Linked DNA regions of Mus musculus: region 1 is linked to region 2. A link is a contact called in public HiCAR-type data. All regions are on one chromosome and are shown on one strand. The core of a region is the stretch at or near the end of the contact, and the rest is flanking DNA. Distances in the headings are between cores, read along the strand shown. Region 1 holds the start of Tlr12 (toll-like receptor 12). Region 2 holds the start of Ago3 (argonaute RISC catalytic subunit 3).

Region 1 (2,974 bases), core at 3-2,502, 2.2 Mb before region 2:
AGGCGTGTGCCACCAAGCCCGGCTTCGTAGGAACATCTTAATTCGAACATGTTTGTTCTGTATATTAACACTGACTAACATACAGGCATATTAGAAAAATTTTAAGAAACCTGACCTAACCATCTTTGCTAACTATCCTTTTGTTTTTTGACTTTTCTTTTTAGAAATTCTTGGGTTTCCCATGCAGGCATCCCAGCGTCCTGCCCTTGTGGCCGTTGTGTTTCTCCTTTAGTACCTTTAATTTTGCCGTTCCTGTCAGTTTGGCCATTCTCCCGCCTCCATTCTAACACTCAGCAGAAATGCAGTTGTCTCCTTCCCGGCTGTAAGTCAGAGGTGCTGAGAACGATACTCTTTTATAGGTCTTGGCAAGCTATGTCATTTGATGTTAACAGGATTTTCTTCTCTCTGAGTCTGTTAGTTTTTCAAATCATGAACAGATGTTGATCTGTGTCCAGTGCTTTGCTTCATAGTTTGAGGTGACCACAAAGCTCCTTTCTTTCTCTTTCTCTTCCCACTTAGGTCCCAGCCCTGTCCTGGCAGTTCAGGTCAAGGTAAAGGCCTTTCTTTTCTTGCCCCAGTGTCTGAGAGCAGGGCTGGAGCCCTCCCTACATCCAGTCTTCTCAGGTCAAATGCCATGACAACATCGTGTTGATATATTATTTTGCTTATAAAACATCCCCATTTGTGTTTAACCCAAGAACTCCAGGGGGGTCAGTAAAGAAAGGAAGTCATAATGAAACTAACAAGGAGAAAACCCCAGCTGATCTAAATCTGTGTTTGCAGCAATCCTACAGAGCAATCAAGCAAACGGGAGTTAGTCTACTTGGACAGAAGAGAACACAGGCTCAGAAGAGAAGAGGTGTTTTACTTGAGGACTGTGCAAAGCCAGACCAGACTCTACTTGTGTGTGTGTGTGTGTGTGTGTGTGTGTGTGTGTGTGTGTGTGTGTGTGTGTGTGTGTGGAGGGGGGTTGGGGGTGAGGATGTAGCAGGCACAGAAGCCAGGGGTCTAACCACACTGCAGACTGTTCTAGTGGTGCGCAGCCATCATCCCAGCCCTGGGGGTGGAAGTAAGAGAATCAGAAGTTCAAAAGGAGTCTTAACAAACTGAGCTCGTGGGACAGCCTGGGCTGCACATAAAAAAGAAAGCAACAACAAGAAAAGAAACTCTGTTTGCTTTCTCCTAACAGGAAGTGAGACCCCCCCATCCCCCTACGTTGCCCTGGTGTCATTTCCCCTCCCTCGAAGCCTCAGTGCTAAGTATCTCCAAGTCGGCCTCCTCACTTCCCGGCTTCCACAGTGGCCCTTTGACGGTGCTCCCGGACCTTGCAGGTACTCTGAGGTGGATGAGAGTATTGGTAACCCGGAGGCATAGGAGTCTAAAGTCCTCTCAGCTCTGATTCCTCTGGTGTAGAGATGGGCAGGTACTGGCTGCTGCCAGGTCTCCTCCTTTCCCTGCCTCTGGTAACTGGGTGGAGCACTTCCAACTGCCTGGTGACCGAAGGCTCCCGACTGCCCCTGGTCTCCCGCTATTTCACATTCTGCCGCCATTCCAAGCTATCCTTTCTTGCTGCATGCCTCTCCGTGAGCAACCTGACACAGACCTTGGAAGTTGTACCTCGGACTGTGGAGGGGCTCTGCCTCGGTGGTACTGTGTCTACTCTGCTTCCAGATGCTTTCTCTGCTTTTCCTGGTCTCAAGGTCCTGGCACTGAGTCTGCACCTTACCCAACTTCTGCCAGGAGCTCTCCGGGGTCTGGGACAGTTGCAGAGCCTCTCTTTTTTTGACTCTCCTCTTAGGAGATCTCTCTTTCTACCTCCTGATGCCTTCAGTGACCTGATTTCCCTCCAGAGACTCCATATCTCTGGCCCTTGCCTGGATAAGAAGGCAGGCATCCGCCTGCCTCCCGGTCTGCAATGGCTGGGTGTCACGCTCAGTTGCATTCAGGACGTGGGAGAGCTGGCTGGTATGTTCCCAGATCTGGTGCAAGGTTCCTCCTCCAGGGTTTCGTGGACCCTGCAGAAGTTGGATCTGTCATCCAACTGGAAGCTGAAGATGGCTAGTCCTGGGTCCCTCCAGGGTCTCCAGGTGGAGATTCTGGACCTGACAAGAACACCACTGGATGCCGTGTGGCTGAAGGGCCTGGGACTTCAGAAACTCGATGTCTTGTATGCACAGACTGCCACGGCCGAGCTGGCTGCTGAGGCTGTTGCCCACTTTGAGCTGCAGGGCTTGATTGTGAAAGAAAGCAAGATAGGATCTATATCTCAGGAGGCTCTGGCTTCCTGCCACAGCCTGAAGACCTTGGGTCTTTCAAGCACTGGCCTAACCAAGCTTCCACCAGGCTTCCTGACTGCCATGCCTAGGCTTCAGCGACTGGAGCTGTCCGGAAACCAACTGCAGAGCGCCGTGCTGTGCATGAATGAGACGGGAGATGTGTCAGGACTCACGACTCTGGATCTGTCAGGCAACAGGTTGCGCATCCTGCCTCCAGCCGCCTTCTCCTGCTTACCCCACTTGCGAGAGCTGCTGCTTCGGTACAACCAGCTGCTTTCCCTGGAGGGATACCTATTCCAGGAGCTCCAGCAACTAGAGACCTTGAAGCTGGATGGAAACCCCCTGCTTCACCTGGGTAAGAACTGGTTGGCGGCTCTGCCTGCATTGACCACCCTTAGCTTGCTAGATACCCAAATACGGATGAGCCCAGAGCCTGGCTTCTGGGGAGCAAAGAATCTGCATACCTTGAGCCTGAAGCTTCCCGCTCTCCCTGCTCCGGCAGTATTGTTCCTGCCCATGTATCTGACCAGCTTAGAGCTTCATATAGCCTCAGGCACGACGGAGCACTGGACGCTGTCCCCAGCGATCTTTCCTTCCTTGGAGACCTTGACTATAAGCGGCGGGGGACTGAAGCTGAAGCTGGGGTCCCAGAATGCTTCTGGGGTCTTCCCTGCTCTCCAGAAGCTCTCCCTGCTTAA
Region 2 (2,730 bases), core at 155-2,654:
AGGAATCTGCCACCCTCTTCTTGCCTCCAAGACACCAGAAGTGCAGAGACCAGACACCACCACACACATTTGAAAACAAATAAAAGCATGCTGTTTGTCACCACACCATGTTTTTCTGGAAGCTAGTTGAGCTTGCATTCATTCAAAGAACTAGTTCCAGAATCAAGAGATTGGGGGTAGGATAGGTCCTTCCACAAGTCTGAGATTTAGTTCTTATGGCTTAGGTCAATATGGATTGTATATAATCAGAGCTTGAACATGACTTTTAAGATGTGCTCATTCATCTGAGGATGTGATATTTTAAAAGTGATAAGAGTATTTCTTTTCAGTCAACAGGAAGAGAGGCAGAATTGGTGTGCTAGATGTGGCTTGGAGTCACTTCCATGTATTAAATGTTTATTATGTAGTCAGCATATTTATTAAGTACCTCAAAATTGTAACTATTGTAAATATTTTTGTTACTAACATTTGGGAGGTTTTTGTTTTTTGTTTTCCTTTCAGTTTTTCTGATGAGGAAACTAAAGTCCAAAGATAAAGTGACTAATCCAAAAACCCAAAACGGGGAGGGAAGGGATCGTGAAAATAAAATCTTTCTCAATTCTCTTTTTTAAAAAAGAAATATATGTCAAAACATTACTGGTTCATTGGGACACGGGGAAAAATACTGAATCATTGCTAAGCTTGCATGAAGTATCTGGTTTCACGAAGCCAAGTATTTTTAAAAGACGGACTATTTGCCGGATAATGAGCTGGGTCTAGTCTCCCAAAGGTTCCAAGTCAGCAGAAAAGCACCAGACTGGATCGGATCGGGGAAACTGGAGGCTGACCAATTTAGCTGTAAAAGTCTCGAGTCCCAAGGAAGAGAAGGTTTAGCAGGTGTTTAAACACCGGAAGGTCGTTTAGGTTCCTCAACGTATTGGGAGACTGTTTAAACATAAACGTAATTCCATCTGGTATACATGGAACATCCCGTTTCTTGTTCATCCGTTTAAAAACTATATTGAACTTGTGGTCACCGCCTAGTGCACGTGCTCCAAGCGGGTGTGGCAGACGGAGCTGGGAGGGAGGATGCCCTTGGCTGGTCACCCGCCACTCTCAGGTAGGATGTACCTCAGGTAAGCTCCGCGGGCAGGCAGCGATGTCGCCTCAAGCAGCGGTCCTCACCCGGGAGGCTGGCACGGGGAAAGCTGGCCTCTCGCTCGGGATTGTCGCCGTCAGGCACAGCGGGTGCAGGGCGACCGCCCATCCGCGGCTCCGCCCCAGCCAGGCACCGGCTCACCCGCCCACAGATCCCCAGACCTTGTTGCTCCCGCAAGGCTCTGGCTCCAGGCGAGCTGCCGACCCGGAGGGAGAGCGGGGCGGGATCCGGAGAGCGGAAGTGACGCGAGCGGGCTTCCGGGGGCGACCGGGAAAAGCGAGCGGCTGCGGCGGCGGGGCGGCTGGCGGGTCGGGAAGCTGCACGCGTCAGCATCTGTGGGCGACGCAAGTTCCGGACCTGGTTCCAGCGTCCTCACTCAGGACTGTCGCCGCTCTTACCTCGCTGCAGGCTGTCTGTCTCTCCCGACTGTGCCTCTTGTGCCCGGAGCTTTCCGAGGGCGTCCGCTCCTCGCCTCTGTGGTGGCACCCTTCTCTCGTGAAGCACTCCCCCCAGCTCCATGAATGGAAATCGGCTCCGCAGGTGAGGCGAGCTGCGGGACAGGGCAGGTGGGGTCGTTACCCCGATGTTGTCCCCTGAGCATCCTTGTTCCTTCCACTTCAGGTGCTGTCAGCGCACATAGTGAGGGAGTTGCGGGCTTTCAGGCCCGATGCGGGTGTCCTCTCCACAGCCCAGGGACCTACACTCTTGGGGTCATTGAGTTGGCGAAACTACAAGGAGGGCTTAAGTTTGGAGTTCTGTAGGTGATGACATCCCCCTAGAGTGCTTTCCCCTGAGAATGGAGAGAAGTTTGCCCTTGCTTTTGGAATTCTTGTTGGAAATATAAAGGGCGCGCTTGTCCTTTAACCGGGTCGTGTGTCCCATGGATGCAGAACAAGTCAGGCATAACCCTTATCTACCTATTAGTGTAGTTTGAGGATACTCTGAGATAATCAATGATTACGTTTCTAATTGGTGCTCGGGCGACGTCAGATGCAAGATGGCATTGCTCCCACCCCTGGTTCTCAGTGTCTGAGTGTGTAGTTTCTGAGGAGCTCGGAGATGTCCTGTCGCTCTGGACCACTGCTTACTAGAAGGCAGAGCTTCAGGATGCTGACACTATTTCCCCTCTATTTTCTATTCCCTGCACAGGAAATCTGGAATTTAGGATTTGTCTCTTGAGGAAAAAAAAAAAAAAAAAAAAAAGAGGTCTTGAGAAAGGAAGCCGGCCTGGATAGTGCTTGTCTTTAAAAAGGAAAAAGTAGTCAGCGATTCTAAAGTAGTTGATAGAGTAACATGAAATAGGTGTTACATAACGGCCTGCTGGCCCAGCAGTCACCCTGTTCTCCAGTTTGAAAGTTCTCTCCATCCACAAGATCAGTAATATATTGTTTTCATATATTTGGGGGATTGCCTTGTTATTATGTCCTAGCAAGTCACTGAATTTCATATCTCATCTTGCCAATTTGAAAGGTCCCCAAATATAAGAGAAAAAAAAAAACCCAAAACTAAAACTAGCAACATAGAAGGCCTTCAAATCAGTTCAGGGCATAATTGTCGAAGGGATACAAAAAGGCATTTCCTTTATTATGTGG

What was found. HiCAR-type assays count read pairs that join an accessible place to other places.
Region 1: a contact with region 2 is called in a HiCAR-type map of astrocytes, with 2.6 times the contacts expected there. The contact joins the promoter of Tlr12 here to the promoter of Ago3 in region 2. A contact is called at or near these places in 1 of 39 promoter capture datasets (liver) and 1 of 115 datasets of contacts at active chromatin or transcription factors (astrocytes).

Annotation. Positions count from the first base shown.
Region 1 is chr4:128,616,897-128,619,870 of GRCm38.p6, reverse strand. Tlr12 (toll-like receptor 12) reads left to right here and starts at 1,252. Exons shown (of 1, transcript NM_205823.2): 1 at 1,252-2,974. The coding sequence starts at 1,416.
Region 2 is chr4:126,428,216-126,430,945 of GRCm38.p6, reverse strand. It overlaps Ago3 (argonaute RISC catalytic subunit 3), which reads left to right and starts at 1,404. Exons shown (of 19, transcript NM_153402.2): 1 at 1,404-1,678. The coding sequence starts at 1,660.